Regions from separate parts of the Mus musculus genome. Here region 2 is linked to region 1. Evidence: chromatin contacts called from public promoter capture Hi-C data. All regions are on one chromosome and are shown on one strand. The core of a region is the stretch at or near the end of the contact, and the rest is flanking DNA. Distances in the headings are between cores, read along the strand shown.

What was found. Promoter capture Hi-C pulls out the DNA fragments that hold promoters and counts their contacts.
Region 2: a promoter capture Hi-C map of pre-B cells shows a contact between it and region 1. The contact joins the promoter of Hsd17b12 here to the promoter of Prdm11 in region 1.

Annotation. Positions count from the first base shown.
Region 1 is chr2:93,044,301-93,047,849 of GRCm38.p6, forward strand. It overlaps Prdm11 (PR domain containing 11), which reads right to left and starts at 1,865. Exons shown (of 8, transcript NM_001368848.1): 1 at 1,679-1,865.
Region 2 is chr2:94,156,331-94,159,797 of GRCm38.p6, forward strand. Hsd17b12 (hydroxysteroid (17-beta) dehydrogenase 12) reads right to left here and starts at 1,579. Exons shown (of 11, transcript NM_019657.4): 1 at 1,380-1,579. The coding sequence starts at 1,539. It overlaps Gm39885 (a long non-coding RNA gene), which reads left to right and starts at 1,834. Exons shown (of 3, transcript XR_866573.3): 1 at 1,834-3,112.

The sequences.
Region 1 (3,549 bases), core at 615-3,114:
AAGAGTAAGCCAGATGAAGGACTCTCATCAGACACCTCGGAGAACCAACCTAAGAAACATTTGGACCAGAAAGCTCCAGGCTGGGGGTGATGGCCGTGATGACAGAGCAAGGGCCCCTGGGACAAGTGTTCCTCATTTTTGAGACGGATACTCAGAAGGTACCACACCCTGAGAGCATCTGCTCCTTAGGGGCACTGTTAGTTAGGGGCTGGGTGGAGCAGGCTGGGGTCTGGCAATCGTGATTCCCAAAATGGTTCACAGAGCATCGCCCAGGATCACAGCTCTAGATTCTGAAACCAGGAGTCTGACCCTGGGCCAGGTACTTAATTGATCCTATCTCAATGCTCTCCCAGCTGACTCCCACACAGGCTGTACTGGACCCACTGCAGGGAAGGAGAATCCCCTTGAAGAGATCAACTACAGCCCTGCAAAATCCAAAGCCCCGTGGGAAGGATCCTGAAGATGTCCTTTCCAAGAAACTAAATAAACCAGGGGGTCTGGGCCATATGCCCAGAAGGTTCCCAGCAGAGACCATACTCCGCTCCCCAGGGATGAGGGGGATATGGGACTTCTGACCCATACACCCTACACCATCAACCAAGACCTAGGAAAGTCCCTGCCTTCCTCTTCGGGGGACAGGGGTGCCACGGGAATCACACTTCATGGAAAACTATTCTGCTTCAGATAGACAAAACTCCCAAAGTTTATAGGGTTCTCAAGATGAAAAGAAGGCTCCCTTCACTGCTCGCAGTCCCCACGCACAAAGGACTGGGCGTGCTTCTTTCTGATCACTCTTAATCACAGACCACGGCTGTCCTCCACACGAAGCCATGGTCAAAAAAAACAAAAGACAGACTTTCCTTCTCTAGGTCATCAACTGATTCTAAGGGTCTGAGCTCCAACTCAGATGGGCTCAAGACACTAGCAACTTTTTGCCTTATTAGCCCAAGGCTGCTCAGTAGTCCCTGCAGCGACTTGCCTAGGGCACGCTGGCCTTGACAGAGGAAGGTCATTGGCCACCAAGTTTCTGCAGTTTCTGCATCACATAGTACCTTGGGGACCGGGAATGAGGAGGTGGGGGGTGGAGACGACACTCAGGGGCGAATTCCCGAAGAGTCCGTGCTGCAACCAAGACTTAAAATAGATAAAAGGCACGCCCTCCCTCTGCCGCCCCAGGCCCGCGGCAGGTCACAGAGAGGCATGCGGTCCCTAAGCCCCCCAGCCCGGCCCCGAAGCACCGGCGACCGGGTCCCTGCAACTAGGCCAGCGGCTGCATCCCGCCCTCGCCCCGCCCTGCCCCCTGTCTACGCGCTCTCTTTGCGAACGCCGGGCCCGAACAGCCGCTCCCATTGGCCGGCGGCCGCGTCCGTCAGCGCGCGGCGGAGCCGAGGAAAAGGCTACAGTGGAACAAGGCGGGCGAGTGCGCGGAGGAAGGAGGCGGAGGCTGGGCCGCCCGAGGCCCGCGTCGGGCGGTGGCGACGACCTGCGGGCCCGGGCCACCTTGAGACCCGCCCCGCTTCCGGTGCTCCGGTCCGTGCCCCGTCGCCTGCCTGCGCCCCCGCTCCCCAGTGTCCCCGCGCGCTCTTCGCCGCGGCCCCCGCGCCGGTTGGCGAGCCGCCCAGCGTCTTCCGAAGCCATGTTCACGTTCATGGCCACGGTGGCCACCGGGCCCACTCACCTTCGCGGGCTCCCACGCGGGGCGGCGAGCCGGGCCGGGGCCGGGGCGGCGGGACGCGGCGGGACGGGGCGGCCGCGCGCGGGGTCCCCGGCCGGGCAAAGTTTCAGCGCCAGCGGCAGCGCGGCGGCGACTCGCTGCTGCTCTCCTCCCCTGCTTTGACCACCATCTTATTAGTACAGGAAATGACATGGAAAACGGAAGAAAGCGGCGTTTGGGGCAGACGCGGACCCCCCAATTCAGGGGGCCGGAGCCGAGCCTCGCTGAGCCCCGCGTCCCCCGAGCCGGCCCCGCGCGGGAGCTCGCGCGTCCCCGCCGCGCGCCCCACGGGGAGGGCGACGCTGCGGAGGAGGAGCGGGCTGCGCCAACTTTGTGCCTGGGATACTTTCTGGGGGTCGTGCTAGAAAGTTGTGGCGTTTGCGCAAGCCCATCCGAGGGTGCCTCCTGGCTCTGCCCGGCTTCGACGTTGTCGGTCTACAACCCAATAAATAGTCAGAGGGCGATAAATGCGTTTATAATTTTAACCCTTACAGGGTCCTCTTCCGGGCCCCTTTAACCCTTTGGTTGCTCAGCCGTTTGGAAGTATCAACTGAAGTTGGGTAACATGCGTCCCATAGAACACCAAGGGAAAAGGGCCCTGGGGCCTGTGAGAAAAATTAACTATTTACGTGGGGACTAAAGGGTGAGTGTCACTTGCTGTTCAGATCAAAGTACAGTACCAAATCTGAATACAAAGCTGGAACGGGACTGTGTCCTAACTTAACTTGCCTAGTGCCTCATTGTATCCATCTGCAAAATGGCACCCAGCAAGAAAGATAGTGAAGGGATGTAGTAAGGCTGGGGTGTTTAAAGGAAGTGTGAGTGGTCAGAGGGAACCAGAACAACCCTACCCCAAGCCCTTCTTTGTAATGACCCCAAGGGGAGGCTGCTGCAGGGTGGGTTCCCTGGCCGAAGGAGGGCCTCACCTTAGGCTGGAAGTTGCCAAAAAGGATTCTACCTGAGTAAGAGATCTTGGAAGGCCTGCCCAGTGCCAGGTAGTCCAGGAAGGTCCAGATAGTCCCAAGAAGGTGTCACCTCAGGGGAGCCGATTACCCAGGGAAAGGAGCTTCCACCAGGGCGATCCCAGAGGGCTTTCCAAGGTCAAGTACTCCTGAGGATGCTTTGCTTAGGAGACCTGATGGGGGCTGGGACAGGAGGCAACTTCTCTTATTTCTCTTGACCTTGGTAACATAAACGCTTCTTCGGCTCCCTTGTCTGTCACTTGCAGTATGACCTTGAGTGTCTGTAGCTATGACCCTGTTTCCTCTTCTTGCAAAGCTGTAAAGGTCCAGCTGCCAGCTCTAGGGTGAGCCCTGAGGGTGTATGTAAAGAGCCCAGAAGCAGCTGTAATGCTATGGAAATGGCTAGGTGCTTGCTGTGTGTCCACAGTGTAGCTTTCTGAAGCACCGGGTCGTGTGTGGGATATGGATGAAGACCTGGATCTGTGTATCCCATTGTGGCTCCAGCCCAGTCAGAAGTCTGTAGGACTACCTCAAGTTCTAACTAACACCTGGGAGAGGGCAGGCTCAGGAAGAGAGGCTGAGGAATTAGCCACTTGTCCCTTATGAGGGGAAGAGACCATACATGAAACAACATCAGGGGTGGGCCAGGAATCCACAGGACCACATGCCAGGAAGGCAAACAGTGAAGACCCAAGTGCCCAGGGGTTGGCACAGGGCCTGCAGTGACTAGTGCCTGCTGCAGAGAGTGGGTGGGACGAAGAAACTGAGACAGACCACAAAGAGGCACAGGAAAAGAAGGGTATGGCCAATGGCCCGGAGGATGAGCAGACCTTGGAGACTAGTTTCCTCCGGTCTGAACCATTTGGCAGGGCT
Region 2 (3,467 bases), core at 329-2,828, 1.1 Mb after region 1:
GAAATGCTTTCCTAATTTTTACCAGTTTCCCTTTGTCTGGATGGAGCCAAACCTACCTTGAACGTGGCAAACCCTTGACTTTCACTCTGCGTTTTAGACTGTGCAAACAATTTACAATAATAAAGCTAAAGCAACACTGGGCTTTCTTTGCAAGTTTCATTTTATTGGATAACTGATTTCCTATGGGATTACTGTTGCATTGACTTAAAAAAAAATAAAAATAAGCCAACAAACAACTTTTTCCAAGCTGACAACAAAGAAACTGACCAAGTCAATTGTGAAATTATATCATCTGAATCTTAATCACAGCGAGCACTTTTTCCCCCAGGGACTATGAAAAGTGATTTTGGAAAGTTGTATAAAATCACTGTTTGCCCCACATCAAGGAAAGGGGCTCACAAACTCATTTCTACTTGAAATATTTTCTCCTATTATTAGGGTGTTGTCCCAAAAGATTAACTGTCATGTCTTTTCTAAGTCGTTTAAATGTTCTTTAATGAACAGAACAAACCTGAAAAGTAACATGATTTCTGTCCTGTGTTTAGTCCGTAGGCAACCGCACCCCAATATTCTATAAAATGTTTGAGTCGTGAACAGTGAGTTACAAAACACCAGAGAGCCACACATACATCATGATTACATGGGTGTTTGTTTTAAAGCCCTTCTCTCAAAAAATAGAAACAAAGGTGAGAGGGCTGAACTAGGATTTTCTCAACTTCTCTGATACGACCTTCGTTCTCATTTTTAAAATCTGTCAACTGAAAAGAAGAAGGTTCGCGTGTTTTGGTCACTTTTTGTAAAGACATTTTCCGCAAACTCTTGCAAAAAGTACTGAATACGATAGGAAGACTTTGTTTTCCCAGAACAGCGCTTCTTAGTCATTGAAACTCCAGAATAATTTACCAAGATTTCCTCCGACACCGCCTCCACCTCCCCCCTCCCCAAAAGGACTTGTTAAATTACATGAAACAAACCCAATTCAAGTAACTGGAGAATCAAGTTTCCCAAGATCCTAACTTCTGAAATCGTTGTCCCTGCAACCCTTCTTCCTATCTTCACCTATGCTCTCATCCATAGCACAGGGCCAGTTTTCAAGCCAAGTGAAAAACTTTATTTTAAAAAATAAATAAACACTGCAAGGGACACAGCGGACAATGCGCCTGACTCCGGCCGCCTGCCCAGGAGGGCTCCAACAGGACAAGTCCGGGGAGTTAAGAAAGGTCTCCTCCGTGCCCACCAGGCAGCAGCAGGTCAGATCACCCACCCCGCCAGTGCGCTCAGGGTCTGGAGAAGTTTCCGCGCTCCAGAGCGGGCTCGCTGAGCGCGAGCGACAGGGGAACAAGGGCCACAGCGTGGTCGCGGCTTGTGGTTCCACTCACCTGCCCATTCTCCGAGTCGCGGACCGACCAAGGCCTCGTTGCCCACGCACCACACCTGGAAGGCCCTGAAGAGCGAGTACGAGGCTCGCAGGGCCAGGTAGGCAATGGTGCTCGCGCCCACCCAGTACAGGAAGCCGGCCGCCGGGGGAGCGCACTCCATGGCTCGTGACTAGGCCTCACTACTACGGTGAATGGGGAAGGAAAAAAAAAAAAAGAATGAATGGGACGAGGAGGCGGTGCCGCCGTGACGGCGAAGACGCAGCGAATAGACGTGATTTTTTGAACGCTTTAGGTCTAAGACCCGCCTACATAGTCATATCCATGTGTCTATTGGTGACTTCTCTTTCCTGTAAGCGTACTATGTCTCCTATTGGTTAGCCTTCGTTTCGTAGCCCCGCCCACAATCCCCTTCGGCGCGCTCAGAGCCGCATTTCCGTATTAAGACAGTGGCTCGCTCACAAGCCGCTCAACGTTTGGCTCCGCCCACAAGCTTTACCTCGCACCACCGAAGCGCAGGGATCTCTCATTGGCAGAGGCGGCCCTTACGACTGCGGAAGGCTGCGCGCTGATTGGCCAGTGATACCTAACTGGGTTTAGCTCACATTTCAGGAAGGAATGGAACCGGAAAGGGAAGAATATAGTAGAAGTCCGGGAGGAGCTGGAGTAGTGCTTGTGATTACGTCTTAGTAATAACCGCTTTCGGATTGTTAATTCCTCAGACTTTTCAGATGAAGGTTTACGGTTCCCCTTTGTCTGCAGAGCACGCTTTCGCTCCATTTTTTTGAATGACTGCCTTAGCTCCCACAATGAACTTTATACTTGTTCCCAATAATTCGGAATTCCAGAAAACTCTACTGTGTAGTAGCGTTAACAGTTGTAAGATGAATGAAAAGTATCCTACAAGAACAGAGCTTATGGAGCAATTCTGGGAAACTCAAATTTTTTTATTGGACCTGGTCCAGTAAAAACCAAAATCATTTTATTTTTGTTTTGTGGGAGGATATTAAAGAGATATTTGTGTCCTATACTTTTTACTGTAAGACAATCAAAACAATAAAATCAAAACAGGAACCGATTCACCCCCATCAAGGGACTTCATGCTGGGATAAAAGAAAACCTAAAACGTGGGCAAACACTTCCAGAACACCTTACAGGGGAGGCAATGAGGGGCCAGTGGTGAGCTGGCTGGACCACACTTTGACTTGCTTAGATTTATGTTACTCTGGCCCATTCTTAAACCATAACTGCACATCAGAACCTAAAACATGGCTTTGGTGGAAGGTACTGGGTCTCTTTATAACTTTTCCCAAATCTTTTTTTATTCTTTTCTTTTCCTGCTGTTCTGCACTATTAATTTGACTGTTTTAGCTGACTTAGGAAGGACAGGTGACCGAAACTCACTTGTTGATGCACAAGCTGTGGCCCTGACTCTGAAAACAGGCCTTATGCTTGAGCAGCAAATACTTTACCCACCAAGCAATCTCCCCTGCCCTGAAGGGAAGCTTTAAGGGGACACAAAAATCTGATCTCTGGAAGAGCATGGAAGTACTTCAGCGGACAGGGAGACAGACATAAAGTAAACAAATGGAGTCGCTGTTCAGGCTCTACTTAGAGGTCCAGGGGCTCATTCAATATCTCCACTCAAGCTCAATACATTTATTGTTTGTTTTTGTTTTGAGACAGGATGTCAAATATCCTAAGCTGCCTCTACCTCCCAAGGTTTGAGATTCCAGGTATGTGACACCATTTTTTTTTCTTACTTCAGTGCTGGGGATTGAACCCAGAGCTTTACACATGCTAGTCAAGTAGTGTATCAACTGAGCTACATTCTCCACTCAAGCTTAATAAATTTAAAAATAAAACTCCACACCTGCCCTCATATGCCTCTTCTGGTGGCTGGAACAGCAATGCCACTCACAGGCTCCTATGTTTGAAGACTTGGTCAGCAGTTGATAGAACAGTTAGGGAAGGATTAGGAGGTGTGCCCTTGTTGGAGGAGGTGTGTCATTGGGGGTGGGCTTTGAGGTTTCAAAAGTTCATGCCATTCCAACTTAGCATGCTCTCTCTCTCTTCCTCTTGCTTGTGGAC